Linked DNA regions of Sus scrofa: all the other regions are linked to region 2. A link is a contact called in public Hi-C data. All regions are on one chromosome and are shown on one strand. The core of a region is the stretch at or near the end of the contact, and the rest is flanking DNA. Distances in the headings are between cores, read along the strand shown. Region 1 has its middle 39 kb from the start of SLC2A2. Region 2 overlaps TNIK (TRAF2 and NCK-interacting protein kinase). Region 3 overlaps SLC2A2 (solute carrier family 2 member 2).

Region 1 (2,700 bases), core at 158-2,657, 170 kb before region 2:
ACTCTGAGGAAGGATGGTAAAGGGGAAATGTTCATATTGCATGAGAATTCCTTGTGCTGTATATTCTCATGGTGGGAAAATACTTCAGATATTATTTAGTTTAAACCTCTTTCATTGCTAGAATTTTCTGTGTCAAGTGGTGATGCAATACACTGGGCTTTGCAGTGTGGTCAGTGGATTTAGGCTCCCTGGATTTGAGTCCTGGCTATACTAATTTACTATTCCGCATGTATGATTTCAGGCAAGTTGCTTAAAATTCGTGTTTTATCTCTAAAATGGGATTATAATAGTACCCATTTAAAGATGCTGGTTTTTTTTTTAATATTTTTTTAAATTTTCCCACTGTACAGCAAGGGGGTCAGGTTATCCTTACATGTATACATTACAATTACATTTTTTCCCTCACCCTTTCTTCTGTTGCAACATGAGTATCTAGACAAAGTTCTCAATGCTATTCAGCAGGATCTCCTTGTAAATCTATTCTAAGTTGTGTCTGATAAGCCCAAGCTCCCGATCCCTCCCACTCCCTCCCCCTCCCATCAGGCAGCCACAAGTCTCTTCTCCAAGTAAAGATGCTGTTTTGATAGAAGATTTAATAATCCCATCCAAAGCACTTAAAAGAGGGTCTGCCACATAGTACACAGTACCCGACTTATGATGGTTTGACTTAACGATTTTTCAACTTTCTGCTAGTGCAAAAGTGATAGATGTTTACCTGGACCTTGAATTTTGAATTTTGATCTTTTTGCAGGCCAGCATATATGAAATGATATTCTTTCATAATGTTGGGAAGAGGCAGTGAGTCGCAGCTTCCAGTCAATGAAATCATGAGGGTAAATAACCAATATCTTACAGTGTCCTGTGTTAGACCATGTTTAAGGTACGCTGGGCTAAGCTATGATGTCCAGTCAGTTAGATGTAAAAAATGCATTTTCAACTTAAGACATTTTCAGCATATTGTGGTTTTATTGGGACATAATCCCATCATAAGTCAAGGAGCATCTATACATGCAATTAATGTATACTCAATTCACACAGTGGTCGTGTTAATAGGGAACTCACTGCCCACCAAAACATTTGATTATTAGAAAGTTGTTCTTCATGATAGGTTGAAATTGGGCCCCTGTAGCTTTTACCTAGAATATATTCCTACCTGAAAAATGGAAGAAATTTTAGGAAGGCAGCTTTTGGTTCAATTTAATGAAGTAGCTTCCAACATTTAGAGTTGTCTAACAGAAATAGACAGGCTAAGGAGGGGTGATTTTCACAAGTTAAAATAAATATACAGCCTCTTGGTTGTAGACCATTCCCTGGATAAAATCCAAAATAGCAGGTTTCAGAGCTTATCTGTACTACAAGTGGACTATGAAACGCATTTGGAAAGCACGTGAACACACAGACATTAAACTTTGATTTTGTACTATAGTGACACTGTGATTGGCAAACCCAATTTGAAATGACAGATTTGCTTAAGACCATGAGTATATTATCTTTTGTGTGTGTGTGTGTCTTTTTTTGTCTTTTCTAGGGCTGCATCCATGGCGTATGGAAGTTCCCAGGCTAGGGGTCTAATTGGAGCTACAACTGCCTGCCTACACCACAGCCACAGCAGCACCAAATCCCAGCTGTGTCCATGACAGCTCACAACAGCACCAGATCCTTAACCCACTGAGCAAGCCTAGGGATTGAGCCCACAACCTCATGGCTCCTAGTCAGATTCGTTAACCACTGAGCCACGACGGGAACGCCTTTGAGCATATCATCTTGCATTGAATTCCACAGAGGAATTAATATCCCACAACACTCAGATTAAACTTGGTTCTACAACAGAGAATTGGGGACCAATCTCCTTTGTTACTCTTAAATCAATCAATACTTATGATGAAATTTATATTATGACATTGGCAGTCAAAGCCAATCTTCTACCAGAGACCCCTGCAAAGAAGAGACATTAGAAACAAGACAAAAGGAACCATGCTATATTTTATTAAGCTGATTTCCAAGGCTTAAGTGAAATACTCTTTCTATTGAGAGAAAGTCTCACCATGGGTTTCATAGTGTGAAAGTTTTATGACAGATTTTTGACTAATGGAAACAACTATGCTTTGAAACAGAGTTTAAATGGGAGTTGATGTGTGTTTATCAGTTTTGAATTGATTTACAATTCATAAGCCCTTAGATGTTAGAAAAGAATGATTATTTCATGAAGCACCTTGGTGAAGATCCACAGGCATAGTCAGTAGAGGCCAACAGTAAATCAAGGCTGTGAATGGAGCCTTGTGGGAGCCCTCTGCTATTGCTGCACTGGCTATTCTATAACAGGGAGGGGCTAACCCTCCCTTCCTGTGAGGCATTTCCATATCCTTCAATATATAACCTGAGTTATATAACTGAGTAGTTTATTCTTTGAGGATATGACTCAAGTTGGATTATTTCTAGGGGTCAAACTACTATAATTCTTGGCAACTACGTGGAGATTTAGATTTGAAGATTAGAAATAGTGTTACATAGAATAGTATTATAATATACTGTGGATTTTTTTCCTTTTAAAAAAGTGGATCCACCACCTTTATTTTTTAAAATTTTAAAAATTAAAAAATTTTTTTCATTTATAATGATTTTTATTTTTTCCATTATGGCTGGTTTACAGTGTTCTGTCAATTTTCTACTGTATAGCAAGGTGACCCAATTACACATATA
Region 2 (2,700 bases), core at 192-2,691:
TAAGGATCTGGTGTTGCCATGAGCTGGGGTGTAGGTCGCAGATGCGGCTCGGATCCTGCATTGCTATGGCTCTGGTGTAGACCGGTAGCTACAGCTCCGATTAGACCCCTAGCCTGGGAACCTCCATATGCCTTGGGTGCGGCCCTAAAAGGACAAAAGACAAAAGACAAAAAAAAAAAAAAAAAAAAAAAAAAAGAATACTTAAAGAATAATGCAGCCCTCTTGGAAATTCTGCAGTCACCTCCCAATACACCAAGGGCCTGTGACTCATTCTGTCTTTTGTTTCCCTTGCTGAAATACAGGTGAGCATCTCACCTTTCTCTCCCCGCTTCTTCTTTGTTCTATCAATATGGTCCTTGAGCTGGATGCGGACCTGTCGTTCATTAGGTTGATCGCGGATAAACGGATGCTTCATCAGTTGTTCTGTTGCGGGTCTCTGGCTGTGATTCTTTACCAAGCAGCTCTCAATAAAGGACTGGAATTTTTTTGACCTGCCAAACAGAAGAGATGAACCCATACGTAAAAAGACAATCCGTAGAAAAGCAAGCTTATATTTTCTGAAATGCTAGAATGAAAAAAAAAAGGTCCAATCAGCTATGTAGGGGTCAACCAATCACAAAGTAGGTCTAGCTTTTCATTAGACATTAGGAGTTCAAAGGCACCATCACCATCATAGCTCAGGCAGTGCATGGCAGTTACATTGTGAAAGCGTTTTTTCCGCAGTTTATACAGAATATCACATGGAAGACCAATAGGCATCAGAGAAGAGAAAGACCCTGATGAGAACCACTGTTTGGAAGGTCTGTTGGACTGAAGGAACCAGAGCTAGATCTTCAAGAACTAGGAGAAAATCATTCTTGGGAAAGGATAGTTCAGGGAGGTAGGCAATCAGTGAAAACCTAATAGCATACTATATGTCAGGGGACACTGAGGTGAGTTGTCTAAATGAGGAAGAAAATGCAAGCTGGGAAAAGTAAAACCAGGGTGGAAGAGGTAAGGGGGAGTACACTTTGTAGAAATGAGCAAGATTCTTATACGGCATGTTTTTTCATTGGTGATTTCAGTCACTTTGGAACTCTGCTTTCCAAGAATAAAAATAGGATGTGTGCGCATGTCTGCTATTAATCCACCGACTGGAAAAACTAACTTTAAGGGGCTAAGTTCATAAGCAAATTTATCTCCTTCTAGAAAGGCATCGTTTCCTCAGGAATAAACCCTGTCCCAGAGATTCCTCGGGGCTGGGGAAAGCTGGCGAGTGACACCAGCATTTAGGGTAAAGTTCACAACGTGGTAGAAGTTAATGGTGGACTTCAGCTATGATTCAGGAGTTGGGCATGCGTGTTCTTGCTGAAAGTTTCTAGAAATTGTTCAGCATCATAAATAATTAAGCTCATGACTCTATAGCATGCCTTTCCCAGGTGTTCCACTGGCAGCACTGCACGTTGTCCTCAGAGTCCATGGGGGAACCAGAGTCACTCTTCTCAGTGTCCCAGCCCTGCTCAGGAATGCAACCATTTTGTGCTCTCTGTTGCCCCCCTGTGGAGAATTCGGGAGTTACAGGAGAAGATCAACAGCCAGCTTTCCCACACTTCCCAGCAGGCGAGATACACAGTTTTCAGGCTGGAAAAGTGTCCTCACCACATGGAACACAGCGGCAGGCATGTTCTTCAGGATTCAGATGTGAGAGGGCACTGGTATACGCACTGCTCTCCATGATTGCCCGAGTCAAAAAACACATTGCACTCTGTGTTTTTCAAAGTAGTACTAAATTATTGGTCTTTTTTTCCACCTTAAATTTCTAGGCAATGATCGAACTTTTAAATCATTTAACATAGAAATAAAAGTCACCTGCCATGCTTGGGGTCAGCGGGGGATGTATCAGGATTGGCAACACTGTGGACTAGAAATGGTACCTCCCTCTAGGTCCTTCAGCCCACATTTCTGCTTCCCCTACACTGGAAATTCTCCCCAGAGCTGGGACATAATTGAGCCATCTTTGTATCACAAGCACACTGCATGCTTGACAAATGAATGCATGAGTGATTATTGGCTGAGAGTTCTGGACAAGAGCTGTAATGTGGCTATGTTCAAATACGTCCTTGTAAGGGACAGAAAGGAAGACTTGGAGAGATTTTTTCTCTTTCTAGGGCCACACCCGTGGCATATGGAAGTTCCCAGACTAGGGGTTGAATTGGAACTACAGCTGCTGGCCTATAACACAGCTACAGCAACACCAGATCTGAACCGCTTTCTGCAACCTACACCACAGTTCACTGCAACGCCGGGTCCTTAACCCAGGGATTAAGTGGTGCCAGGGATCGAACCCAATTCCTCATGGATACTAGTTGGGTTCATTACTGCTGACCCACAAAGGTAACTCCCAAGAAGGTATTATTTAATATGCCCTCTTTCTAGCCATCAGGTTACTCTGTAGAGGTGCTAATGTGATATCATCTAAGGAGGGACCTTGCAAAAAACAATAACAACAACAAAACCATAACAAAATAATGGAATAAACTGAAGTGAGTAAGGTTAACCTGCATAAATAAATAGACAAACTCCACACGGTACTCTTCTAGGTAGAAAATCAGTACTAAAAAGATAAGCGCAAAACCAAAGGAAGACAGAAAGCTATTAAATATTCACCAAGAATGCAAATGGAAGTTCTCTTTTTTCCTGCTTGCAACTAGAAGGAAGAGC
Region 3 (2,700 bases), core at 13-2,512, 150 kb before region 2:
CCCAATTATGACTTTTAAAGATGACTTGATGACAGCATGTCAAGCTGCCAAGAAAACTGGAGCATTTCTTCAGGAAAAAGGGCTTTTACTGTGTCTGTTTCTTCATATCTGAACAATTGCTATGAAAAGAATTATAAATCTAAGACTATAGACCTTGAAAATTGATTCAGACTCCTTTCTTGGGGCAGATGAAGACTCAGGAAGGAGTGTGACACAGGGTAAGACTTGGTCAGGGACTGGAGATGTCTGCCTGAACTTAACTTTGGTCTTTGCCCTGGGCACTGTGCATCACTCAGATCCCGGATGACAACCTAGAGGGACTTTCTCCTCTAGACTCATGCTGCCCTGTAGTGTCCTTCATATTTCTTTCTCTTTTGTTTTCTCTCTCAAGATTACAGGCTCCCTTCTCCTGGCTCATTAGTGTAAAAGAAAATATGGAATGTGGAACATAATACAGAGTTGAGTTAGGAAAGTCTCTCCAAGTATCATTCGGGAAAACATAAAAAAAGATTGATTATAGTCCTTCTAAGTTGTTGAAACCTTAATATATTATCAGTGCATATTCTTATTTGTACATGTGTACATCTTTATTTGAAAGGATACATGGAATTTGGTAACATTGGGTTTTGTTTTGTTTTTTTTTTTTGGCAAGAGAAACTGGATCACTGAGAGGCTATCCTTTTTGTATCTATTTGAACTTTAAAACAATTTTTCAAAAATAAATATAATTAAATTTTTATGTTATCTGTAGTCCTGGAGAGTTAATTAGACAGCTGATTAGAGCTGATTTTTTTTTGTCACTCATTTGTACACAATTTTCACAGAATAAAAGGATGAGTTCTAAAGAGGTATATTCAAAATACACAAGACACTTTTCAGAACAATTCCTTCCATTCCATGGGATTGGTAGGAGGAAACACAAAGAAATTCTGCAGTAGTTTCCTCTTTAGGTATTCTTAGAGTTTAGGTTACCCTGACCTTGATAACCTGATCTTGGTAACTTTACATGGCAAATCCTGTTACAAATAAAATGTTTTAATCATAATCTCTATATGAGAAAAATATGTTGCAGTGGGATTTGCAAAAATATTATCACAGGAGACAAGAATGTGATTAGTCCCTCGGACTCCATCCCAGCACCAGGGCTTTGTTGATTTAGAATGCCTTTTGGTTTGAACAGGCATTCTCTCTAAATGCATATCTACAGAAACGCTGGTGTTCCCTTGTTATCTGTTCCTCCTCTTTCCAAGGTCCAGTTCTGTTTAATGTGCACTGGACAAACCTGCCTTTTGATCTAGGTAGCCAGGCTGTAATTTATTGACCACTCTCAGTAATAGTTAAAAGTCCATGTGCAGAGAATGAAAAACAAGTGACTAAAGTATATTGAGTATATGGCACTGTGGCCAAAACTTAAAAGCACAGTCTCTTTGAACATCCTGCATTCAAAGATAAAAGTAAACCCAATTATCCTCATTTTAAGTGAGTTACTTTAGTTGGGAAGTTTTGGGTTTTTTTTTTTTTTTTTTTTTTGGTTGGTTGATTTACTTTAATTCTTAGATGGCTAGGTTAAGAATTGCTAATGTCAAGATACTGAATCATTCCTTAGACAAGATATTTGGTCTTAGTACATGTGCTGCCAAAATAAGCACTTAGGTGTTTGGTCTTAAGAAGAGTACATGTCCTCCTCCCATGTCAGAAAAAAAAAAAAAATTCAAAAATATATAATAACATTTGACATTTGAAAAAAGTTACATTTCAAAAATGACAATAATATTTCAAGTTATACCACTTTTACTCAATCCTCTCCTAATATTACACAGTCATATGCATCACCAGAAGCCTTGTCCTGTGAGCTACCTGGAAGCTCTGCCAAATGGCCTAACATCATAGGAATTTACTGAATCGGTTTCATTTTGCTAGAGGTTTAGATATCTAATTGAGAGGACCATGTTTATTTAAAAATTTTTTTTTCTCTAAGACATCAGGATAAAAAAAGAATCTCAGCCATGGAAGGAGAGGAATCTAAGTGCAAGATCCAATATTGATAGAAACGCCCAGCTGTTTGCTAATCCCAAGGGGCTTAAGTACAGAGCAAAGGAGAAGGAACCCAGGTATTTACAAAAAATATTGAGTGTCTGTGTCCCTAAGTGAGTTATTAATTCACAATGAGTAACAAATGGCCTCCTCAGCATTTGTGACCTACCGACTCAGTTATGTCAAATCTCAATATACTGGTTGGTTATTCAACACTCTTCCTGTGACCCACTTTGTTCTATATAAATACCCAGTACTTGTGGACAATAAATCATTGGTTGCTTTTATATCACAAGGTTTTTTAACTCCCATTTCTGGACGGAGGAGCAAGCAGGATATTTATCTAGGGTATTTTACTTACAGAGAGAGCAGTGAAAATCGTGTTGATAGCGCCAACTCCAATGGTTGCGTAAACAGGTTGGCTGATTCCAGCTGTCTGAAAAATGCTGGTTGAGTAGTAAAAGATCTGCAAAATAATAATAGTTTATCCTTAATCAAGAAGCCTAGAACTGATGGCTTTAAGGCAAGAAATATTTTAAGTTGTTTATTGTTAGTTGTTTCAGTGGAACCAGGATCTTTAGAACTCTCAAAAGGTTTTTTCTCCATCGTCTTCTACCAGGGAAGAATAAACCACAATCTTCCTTTAGTGTGTAAAGCTTCCAATCA

Evidence for each region. A called contact is a pair of places that touch in the nucleus more often than the background predicts.
Region 1: a Hi-C map of liver shows a contact between it and region 2, with 2.2 times the contacts expected there. The contact joins two enhancer-like sites. A contact is called at or near these places in 1 of 5 promoter capture datasets (liver), 18 of 47 Hi-C or Micro-C datasets (alveolar macrophages, embryonic fibroblasts, epiblast stem cells and 10 more) and 1 of 2 datasets of contacts at active chromatin or transcription factors (skeletal muscle).
Region 3: a Hi-C map of liver shows a contact between it and region 2, with 5 times the contacts expected there. The contact joins two enhancer-like sites. A contact is called at or near these places in 1 of 47 Hi-C or Micro-C datasets (liver) and 1 of 2 datasets of contacts at active chromatin or transcription factors (alveolar macrophages).

Annotation. Positions count from the first base shown.
Region 1 is chr13:109,574,159-109,576,858 of Sscrofa11.1, forward strand. No RefSeq gene overlaps it. Among named protein-coding and RNA genes, the nearest start is that of SLC2A2, 39 kb to the right of the region's middle. Within about 2 kb of position 1,408, at least 6 of the 83 cell types and tissues checked have an H3K27ac peak or open chromatin away from gene starts, as enhancers often do. A contact at or near this core is called in fetal liver and liver, where this site is marked.
Region 2 is chr13:109,747,575-109,750,274 of Sscrofa11.1, forward strand. It overlaps TNIK (TRAF2 and NCK-interacting protein kinase), which reads right to left. Exons shown (of 30, transcript XM_021071173.1): 10 at 316-491. Among named protein-coding and RNA genes, the nearest start is that of SLC2A2, 130 kb to the left of the region's middle. Within about 2 kb of position 1,442, at least 17 of the 83 cell types and tissues checked have an H3K27ac peak or open chromatin away from gene starts, as enhancers often do. A contact at or near this core is called in fetal liver and liver, where this site is marked.
Region 3 is chr13:109,595,724-109,598,423 of Sscrofa11.1, forward strand. It overlaps SLC2A2 (solute carrier family 2 member 2), which reads right to left. Exons shown (of 10, transcript NM_001097417.1): 7 at 2,396-2,500. Among named protein-coding and RNA genes, the nearest start is that of SLC2A2, 17 kb to the right of the region's middle. Within about 2 kb of position 1,263, at least 7 of the 83 cell types and tissues checked have an H3K27ac peak or open chromatin away from gene starts, as enhancers often do. A contact at or near this core is called in liver, where this site is marked.